2 separate regions of the Rattus norvegicus genome follow, and region 2 is linked to region 1. Evidence: chromatin contacts called from public Hi-C data. All regions are on one chromosome and are shown on one strand. The core of a region is the stretch at or near the end of the contact, and the rest is flanking DNA. Distances in the headings are between cores, read along the strand shown. Region 1 overlaps Cacna1g (calcium voltage-gated channel subunit alpha1 G). Region 2 holds the start of Spata20 (spermatogenesis associated 20).

Region 1 (4,616 bases), core at 811-3,310:
TTGCTTTCGGTGTTTATCTGTTCACTTTGAGCGGAGTGCTGTTCTAAGAGCTTTATATCCATATCACAACTCTGACACGGACAGGGTAGCGTTCATTTTGCAGACGAGGGAACCGAGGCACACCCAAAGTCACCGGTCACTAAGTGACTAGGATTCCAATCCAGTAGGCAGAGCAGCTCCAAGCCGGACCCTGTGGCATTACTGCCATCCGAGGCTATGGTGATTTCTTGCTGCCAAAGCTCTCTAAGCCCTTCCTTGTTGGACCCTGAATCCCTCCCATCCCGTCAGCCCTGGCTCCATGACCACCGTGACCACCGTGACCACCATCACCCTCGGTTCCAGGGTGGCAGCTGGACTCCCAGAGTTAAGCTAGGTCTTCAGGTTCAAAGGCAGCCTGGCTGGTTCCCCCAGGAGACGCATCTCTACGTACTCTCTACTCTCCCAGGCCTCTCTCTGCTCTTACCTGTCCTGGAAGAAACGGCGGAAGCCAAAGGCCACAAGTTTGAAAACTGACTCAAAGACAAAGATGACGGTAAAGATGTAATTGCAGATCTTCAGAGCCTCGTCCAGGATCTGGCAGGGGTGGGGGCCAGAGGCAGGGTTTCCTTAGGCCCAAGGCTGAAGCCCGCCCCACCCCTCCATCACAATACCTCCCAGAGCCGGGAAGTAAGGTGAAGCTGAGGGAGCCTGTTTTCCCCCTTTCCAACCATGATGGCTGACCCCTGGCCACTATCCCATGACTATTCAAACCTGGCGTCTCACTTCTCCTTGAGACACACAGGAGAATGTGCCAGAAGGCACAGGACACTAAGACTGGAAGAATGCTTGTTCACGATCAGGTCAGCCTCTGCCCTGTGCAGATGGAGATTGTCAGGGAAGGTGGATGAGAGGGATGACTGGAAACAGATGAGTCTGGGGTGGGGGGGTCTGAGAATTTACTAGAATCTGAGACTCGAAGGGCAAGCAAACATCAGTCTGTCTTCTTCACTTTCCAAGGCCCAAAGCCACACATGCTAGATGCTCAATAAAAATGTACTCGTGGGTTGGGGATTTTAGCTCAGTGGTAGAGCGCTTGCTTAGCAAATGCAAGGCCCTGGGTTCGGTCCCCAGCTCCAAAAAAAAAAGAAAAAGAAAAAAAATGTACTTGTTCCCCACTTCCTAGCCAACTAACCTACCGAGACTTAGTGTCCTCCTGTTCAAAACAAATGTGATACCCACCTCTAAGGACATGGTGGCAAGTACAAGGACCCATGTAGCTATACTTGCCTGGCACCCAGAGGCTATACCTCTCACCTGGGGCTGCTGGTAATGTTCCATGGCCATAGTGACCACGTTCAGCCCGATGACACCAGTGATGAAGAGGTCCAGGTAGTGGCTGGTACACAGGTGGTGGACAAGGAGCCGGAATCTCGAGTAGTCAGAGTAGTAGGGCTTGCACTGGGCTTCTGGTGGGGGCAGGAAAGAGAGTAGAGCAAACATCAGGCACTATCCCCCGCGCCCCTCCACCCGCAGCCCCTCCCAGCTGCCAGCGTCTACACCAGTGCTGAAACATTCCGGGTCACCAGCATCCCAATCCCCACCCCCCACACACACCCCCACCCCTGCTGCCCTATGCAGGGGCTGGCTGTTTTGGCCTGTCCCCTGTCAAGCATCTGTTCTACTGCCTGCAGTCAGGGTGGGATGGGACAGAGGCATGCAAAGCCCCTCCTCCACATTAGACACTGGGTGAGCCCACATTCTCGGGCAACCTCTAAATCACGCCAGCCCCTTACGACCTTTGATTCCATGTTCAGCAGCAAAGTGGATCAATAAGATGAAAGGCCCCATCTAATCGGGCTCACAGGGAGCTCCAGCTACGGAGGCGAAGTTTCCAAAGCCTTCTCCAGGCTCAGCCCCTAGGGCCGCCGAAGGGATTACACAGAGCCCGGATTTGCGATAGGACCGGAGATTGGAAATTGGACATCTTGGCTGCCTGCTGACCTACCACAGAGCCTACAGAGGACAGTGCCCCAGACTTCCCACAGCTTCGTGTGGGGAGGGTAGAGGCGGAGGGCCAGGTCTCTGCCCTGTCCCAGACTCAAACTAGGAGGGTGGCACCCACAGACTCACCCAGTTTCTAATGAGTACCCAGCCTACCCTGGGTATCGGGGCGGCCTGACACTGCAGGCTGGGCTGGAAGCGCTGTCTGAGATCTGTCATAGGCATAGTGTTTTTCTTGTAGTTAGCCCACCACTTAGAAAAGTCACAGTACCAGAAGGTAGTCCTGCCAAACAGGCAAGAGAAATCTGGGGGCAGATTTCAGGGGACCCTCCTTTAGGTGCTGGAGTAAGGGCCAGGCTAAAGTGAAGACACGCTATCTGGAAATATGCCAACAGATTGGTCTCAGAGAAAGCTGCACGGAGGAAAGAGAACCCTCACCGGGAAATTGTGGGCAGCCTCAGGTCCCAGACAGCCCTTCCCTCTTAGTAGGTCTTTGCAGAAGCCAGCGAGGGAGGCCTACAGCCTCTGAGGACCATGCCGGGGACCAACTGGCCCAGGGGTGACAAAAAGCTTTGGGCCCAGGCCAGCTCAAATACAACTATCTTTTCCCATGCAGAGGATTCCTTCAAAGAGAGGTAAACTGAGGCAGGGACTGGCCTGGGGGGGGTGAGTCCCCACCAAAAGCCAAAGGAAGAAGAGTGCCCAGAAATGGCGGGTTTGGCTTTGCAGCTAATCTGCAAGCCCACCTACCCCTCTCCACATCGGCCTTGAGGTGTGGATAACCAGGGCACAGAGGCAACAAGGCCAGGTGCACCTCAGAGGTGCCTGAGGTCATCGTTTTGTTTTCAGAGAGGGCCAGCCAAGTGTGGCTTTGTTTGCTCAGGTGGCCTTCCTGACACCCAAGAATATGGGGAGTAGAGAGGCCAGAGGCAAGGGATGCCATGAGCCCACAGGTCATCCACACCCGATGGTGGAGGGTGGCTAGGCCAGCCAAGGCCTCTTCCTTCCTTCCTTCCTTCAGTACCATGAGAACCAGAGGGCGCTAGTCGCCCTGTTTTGCCTCAGCAGCCGGAACTCTTTCTCTGCATTAATCTCCATAAATGCCGAGAACACCCGATCCCATTATGCTAAAATATGAATGGAGAATTAACTAAAATGTTTGAATGCAATTAGGTTAGAAGAAGCGGCTCCTTATTAGCCCCGTTATTAGTTGAGACAATGTTGAGGGGAGGCTGGAAGGGAGAAGCCCCCTCGTTCCCCCAGCCCCCAACCCCCCTTATCCCAACCTGACTACTGTAGGCACATCAGGGCCAAATAGAGGTTATCACCATGGACTCTGCCTTCCAGCCTTGCTTCAGGAGTCTGAGTGATGGTGGTGGGGTTCGTATTCAGCCAGGGACCCTCCAGGCAACTCAGAGGAGCGGGGAGGCATGGCTGAGGCAGGGCATCTGTTCGGAGCTCCAGGTCCCAAATATCCTTCTAACTACAGCCCCCAGCCCAGATCAAAGGCATCAAGGCATCAAGGAAACCGTCCATTAGAAACACAGGTCCAAAGAGCACCAAATCAACTAGAGAGGCCAGAGAGACCCAGAAAGCCCATGGCCCAGCACCAGAATGAGACAGCAAGACTCCAGCCTGATCACCCCTTTCTAGTAGTATTAGCTGCCTTTGGTAGGGTAGATCTCAGAGTGAGACAGTAGGGGAAGGGCCCCAGGCCCCTAGGGAGGCCCAGGGACAAATGAGGAGAGCTGGAGGGGCCTGCGGATGAGGGCAACAGGCACAATGAGTTAGCAGAGGTCACAGGGAGCCCAAGGCACAGCCAGGGCAGAAGGTTCCCAAGAGAAAATGGTAGGAAATCGGCTTTTAGCAGTGTTACAGGCTCCCACAGCAAAAGCTATGCTGCCTTGGATCCTCCTGGCCTGGTTGGGGGAAAGGGGAGCAGAGGGGGTTAGTGGAGATGGAGGTCAGAGATGACTGAGGGAGTGAAGCTGGTGCTAGAGGTCAAGTGTCACAGGACTGGTCTTGTCACCTAGCAGCCCCAATCTCTCCCTTCAGACCTAACTATTTAGGCCCAGTGTCTCTCCCTAATCCAACTTTTCCCTTTTCCCTGGGCCAGGAGATGCCTCCTGCTGGCCACAGAAGGGTGGACGAAGGTGTGTTAGCAGGAAGTGGTGTCTACACATTTGACTCCTAGAAAACCCAGATGAGAGACTTGGCTTCCTGCCTGTCACCATGGGAGGTAGACTGGCATACTAGTACCCGAGCTTCTGGGAGTCTATTAGAAATTCAGGACCAAGACCCCTGTGGGTGACCTTTAGGGTGAGTCCCAGGATGTCTTGTCCTGTCTCTCCATGTAAGTCTTACTCACAGTTTGACAAGCTCTGGTATAGACCCTAATGAACTCCAGGTTCTGAGAGGAGGAATGAAAGATGTTTTGAGGACCAGCTTAGAGTCTGGGTCATTGTTACAACCTAAGAGAAGAATACATGTGCCAGCAGGAGCAGGCCAGGAGTCCCTGGGTAAAAGTACAGGATGAGAATGGCCAGTGTGTGCTGTGGCATAGGTATTATGTGGCTATACGTGCATAGTCCCTGGGTGGAGGAGCCTCGGTGAACCAGCCATGTGTTTGGGTAGTG
Region 2 (4,616 bases), core at 660-3,159, 68 kb after region 1:
CCAGGGAACCTGGCCTGCCCTCACCTGCCCCACATGATCCCGGATGCCTCCGTTGGCCATCATCTTCAGGGTGTGCAAAGCCATCTGCTGAGCTCGGGAGCCATCCTGGGTGACCCGATGACTGAGCCAATAGGAGAACAGGAAGTTCAGAATCACTGTGGAGCAGGAAGGAGAGGGTAAGAGGGCCAGGCAGTATCTGTCAGATTGGAAGATGGGAACTTCTACCATCCACTTAGAGGACACAGGCCATTGTCTGAGTCAGAGGTCAGAATACCATTGGCCCACAGGGGACCAGAGAGCAACCCAGCCATACAAGAGAGAACAAAGATGGGGTTGGGGATTTAGCTCAGTGGTAGAGCGCTTGCCTAGGAAGCGCAAGGCCCTGGGTTTGGTCCCCAGCTCCGAAAAAAAGAACCCAAAAAAAGAAAAAAAAAAAAAGAGAGAGAGAGAGACCAAAGGCACTGGGTCACTTAACTAAGTTAGATGGTCATTAGATAGGGCAGGGCCAGAGGTCACTGACCAGGTGTGGGAAACTTAGGGGCCTCAGCAAAGCCACCATACTCCTCATCATATCCCTCATCCAACTGCTGGAAGCAGCGGCTATTCATGGTGGCAGCGGAGGGCGGAAGCTGTCTGTCACCCACGCTGATCTCAGATCGGGCCAGCAGGGCTGTGGTGACACGCTGGCTGTTTTCCAGAAGGGTGTTCTTGTTCTGTTTCCACTAGAGGAGGTGAGCACACATGTGGAGGTCAGTACACATGGGGTGGGGTGGGGGGGCTCCCCATAGTCCCTCAGCCTGCACTTTGGTACCTTTTCTCCCTGGCATCCACCCACCTGATCACAGATTCTCATCAACACTGTTCGGAAGCCAACTCGAGTCAAACCATCCTCTGGTGGGAAGTAGGTGCCCCCAACAAATGGCTGGAGGCTGGGGGTCAGCCACACATTCATTGGCCAGCCTCCTCCACTACTGGTGGCCTGAAAGAGGGAGGGCCAGGATCAGGGGAGCTGCCATGCACAGGTGTGACAAGACCATCACAGGGCTGTCTCACCTGCACAAAAGTCATGTACACTTTGTCCACGTCTGGCCTCTCCTCTCTGTCCACCATCACGGAGACGAAGTTCTCGTTGAGCAGGTGCCCTATCTCTTCATTCTGGAAGGATTCTTCCTCCATCATGTGGCACCAGTGACAGGTGGAGTACCCCACTAGGATAGAAAAGGGACAGGAGGGCAGAAAGAGGACCCCGGGACCCAAAGGACTCGCCCCAACCCCCTGCCTGTCCCCAAACCCCATCCCGGTAACAGTGGGTGTATACCTGAGAGAAAAATTGGTTTGTTTTCTTTTTTGGCCTTGTCGAAGGCTTCCTGTCCCCAGGGGTACCTAGACCCAACATGAAGAAGACGTCACTCAGTAGCCTAGGGAGTCTTGGAAGATTAGGGACCCCAGATGCTTCAAGGGAAACCCTGGGATAGCGCTCACCAATCCACCGGGTTGTGGGCATGTTGTAAGAGGTATGGAGACTTCTCATTGATCAGTCGATTGGCAGTCTTCTGAGGTGCAGGTGGAGGACAGTTAGTCCGACTTGCCTTTCCTCCAGCAGGCATGGGCACAGAATTACTAACTGAAGCACTTCGGTCCTTGTCCCGGGAGGAGCTGCCCCTAATGTGGGCAGATAGGTCACACGAATGAAGACCACTTCCCCTTTACCTTCCCAAATCAGCTTAATGGTCACCCAAACTCAAAGATTTCCACTCCCAGTCCAGCCCACCTTTCTGAACCACGGGGGAGACCGTGGCCTTTGTGCTCCCCCTTATGTTTTGGGGGTGGTGGGGAATGGTGGCTCATTGGGGGCTCCCTGCCAGGTTAGTCTCCCCCAGCTTCTCGGACTTGGCGGTAGGAAGGGTATCTGTGAGGTCAGAGAGGGTCATAATGAGTAGAATGGTCCATCCAGCTCTGTTCTATCACCCACGGAGGGCCCCTCCCTGGATTGGTTGCACTGCAGGCATCCCTAGTATGCATGAGGGTAACCTGGAAAGGGAGTGGCTACTGCCAGTGTCTAGATAGATCAAAAGGAATTGGGTCCAGGACTGGACCAGGTGAGGAACAGCCAGAAGTAGGCAGGAACTACTTAGCCAAGAGCTCCAAATGGAGCACTCTGAAGGACCAAGTCTTGTGACACACACACACACACACACACACACACACACACACACACACACACGGGAGGGGAGAGAGAGGGAAAGAGGGGAAGAGAGATGAGAAAGAAGAGGGTGGGGGAGGAGGAGGGGGAGGGGGAGGAGGGGGAGGAGGAGGAGGAGGAGAAGGAGAAGAAGAAGAAAAGAAGAAGAAGAAGAAGAAGAAGAAGAAGAAGAAGAAGAAGAAGAAGAAGAAGAAGAAGAAGAAGAAGAAGAAAAGAAGAAGAAGAAGAAGAAGAAGAAGAAGAAGAAGAAGAAGAAGAAGAAGAAGAAGAAGAAGAAGAAGAAGAAGAAAAAGAAAAGAGGGAAAGGGGGAACACTCAGAATCAAATAGGCCTGTCTTAGGGAGTTCAACCTGGGAACTCAGCTAAATAATAACAGGCCAGTGCAGCAACATGAGACTCTAACAGGATGCAAGGTGCTTCAAGAGAGGGGTCTGTGGACAACACGTCATTCTAGAAAGGCTTTCTGGAGGTAGTGTTAAGGTAGTCAAAGAGCTAGCCTGATCTGGCAATACTGCAGCAGATAAGAAGGGAGGGGGAAGAAAAGGAGCCTTCATGCAGAGGGATCCAAGCAGACATGGCACCGTGCCTGAAAGACCCTCCCCAACCCCCCGCAGGCGCCAGGCATATTGTAGTGACTAGCCCATACCTTCGGCTAACGGGAGGGCCCAACCCCACAGTGGGGTGACCGGAGGTTGGGGCCCAGACAGTCCCACACTCTCAGTACGACTGCTCCAAATCGGGCTATAGGCTTCAAAGGGCGGACCCGGAGCCGGGTCTTCGCCAAGTCTCTGGCCCTGTGGCTGGTCTCCGAGCGCCGCTCGGCGGTAGAGCGCGGAAATACTGCCGTGCCTTTGAAGATCCAACCGTCTCAGCGCCTAAAATTCGAGCAAAATAAACTGGGTTCCATTTAAAGTGCTGGCAAGAAGAGGGACCCTCACAGCATCCAATACTTTCGCTAGCTCTTTTCCCTTTTACAAGCGGGAAATGAGGCTCCCGTTGAAGGATTTGCTCGGCCAGGATTTGCTTAATTCAGCCTACCGCTCTCAAGGCCCTCCTTAGAACCCACCCACTCCAGGAAGCCTTCTGAATGATGACACTGAGCCAATGTGTCCTTACTTCATGCTCTATTTGCTTGGTTCATTCATTTTACTCAGCCAGTGCCTAGTGTCCTCTGCTGTCTACTACTATGCCAAGCATTGAACACCAATACGCTCCTCCCTACCCTTTACTCACAACTAGGGAATTGTCTACACACTGTGACAAGTACCGTGAACGGGTATAATCTAGCAAGAGACTTGATCCTGTAAAAGGGACATGGGGGAAAAGCTCTGCATAGGAAGTTCTATTTGAGGGGTAGCTATAAAGAATGAGAGAGAACTTGCAGGAAGTGAGAGAAGCAGCAGAAGGAACAGCTTGTGTAAAGGTCCTGTAGCAGGTGAGGGATTTGGGACTGAAGAACAGTAGAAGGCTAGCACAGCTGGAGGGTAGAGTGAAAGGATAGCTAATGAATGTGGATAGGAGCTGGCGTGGCTTGCTATTGCCGTGATGAAACACGATGACCAAAAAGCAACTTGGGGAGAAAGGAGTTTATTTCACCTTATACTTCCCCATCACAGTCCTGTGTCCATCATCAAAGGGGAAGTCGGGGCTGAAATTCAAGGCAGGAACTGCAGCAGAAGCCACGGAGGAATGCTCTCCATGTCTTGCTCAGCCTGCCTTCTAGTACATAGGACCACTAACCCAGGGGTGGCAGGCACTGATCACCCTCAAACATCAATCATCAGTGAAGAAAATGCACCCCAGGCTTGCCCACAAGTCAGTCTGATGAGGACACATTTTCTCAGCTAAGCTCCCTGCTTCCAAATCAGTCTAGCTTGTGTCAAGTTGACATAAAACTAGCCGGCCATGGAAGTTAGAGGAGTGGGCAGGACTAGGTCTGGGACAGGGGGTGAACTCTGAGGAGGAGGCATTGCTGGGGATGCAATCCAGGGCCTTATACATGCTACACATGCCTCAGCAGGAGAGCTCCTAATGACATAGGGAGGAGGCTGCTGAGGAGCTTGCCTGCCTGGTGTATTGTTTGTTTGTTTTTGGGCCCTCCCCCTCCTCCAAGACAGGGTTTCTCTGTGTAGCCCTGGCTGTCCTGGAACCTGCTCTGCAGACCAGGCTGGCCTTGAACTCACAGAGATCTACTGTCCCTGTCTCCCGAGTGCTGGGATCAAAGGTGTGCGCCACTGCTGCCCAGACCATTTTAATCAGGATAGTAGCCTCTTAGGTCTGGAAACGGGGAAAGAATGGAAGCAGGTTTAACGAAGGGGTCATGGCAGCACACAGGAGAGACAGGGAGCCTCCTGTCTTACTGGGGGATAGGGGTAAAACTGCAGAGGAAGGGAACCTTGAGGAGAGGGGTGTC

The links. Hi-C and Micro-C count contacts between places; a contact is called where the count stands out from the background.
Region 2: a contact with region 1 is called in a Hi-C map of liver, with 4 times the contacts expected there. The contact joins the promoter of Spata20 here to the enhancer-like site in region 1. A contact is called at or near these places in 8 of 12 Hi-C or Micro-C datasets (the Rat2 cell line, Schwann cells, frontal cortex and 5 more).

The regions. Positions count from the first base shown.
Region 1 is chr10:79,860,836-79,865,451 of GRCr8, forward strand. Cacna1g (calcium voltage-gated channel subunit alpha1 G) reads right to left here. Exons shown (of 36, transcript NM_001308302.2): 27 at 1,294-1,445; 28 at 464-573. Among named protein-coding and RNA genes, the nearest start is that of Abcc3, 24 kb to the left of the region's middle. Within about 2 kb of position 2,061, at least 1 of the 93 cell types and tissues checked has an H3K27ac peak or open chromatin away from gene starts, as enhancers often do. A contact at or near this core is called in liver, where this site is marked.
Region 2 is chr10:79,929,341-79,933,956 of GRCr8, forward strand. It overlaps Spata20 (spermatogenesis associated 20), which reads right to left and starts at 1,910. Exons shown (of 16, transcript NM_199402.1): 1 at 1,772-1,910; 2 at 1,483-1,662; 3 at 1,319-1,383; 4 at 1,054-1,208; 5 at 836-979; 6 at 521-722; 7 at 25-155. The coding sequence starts at 1,848.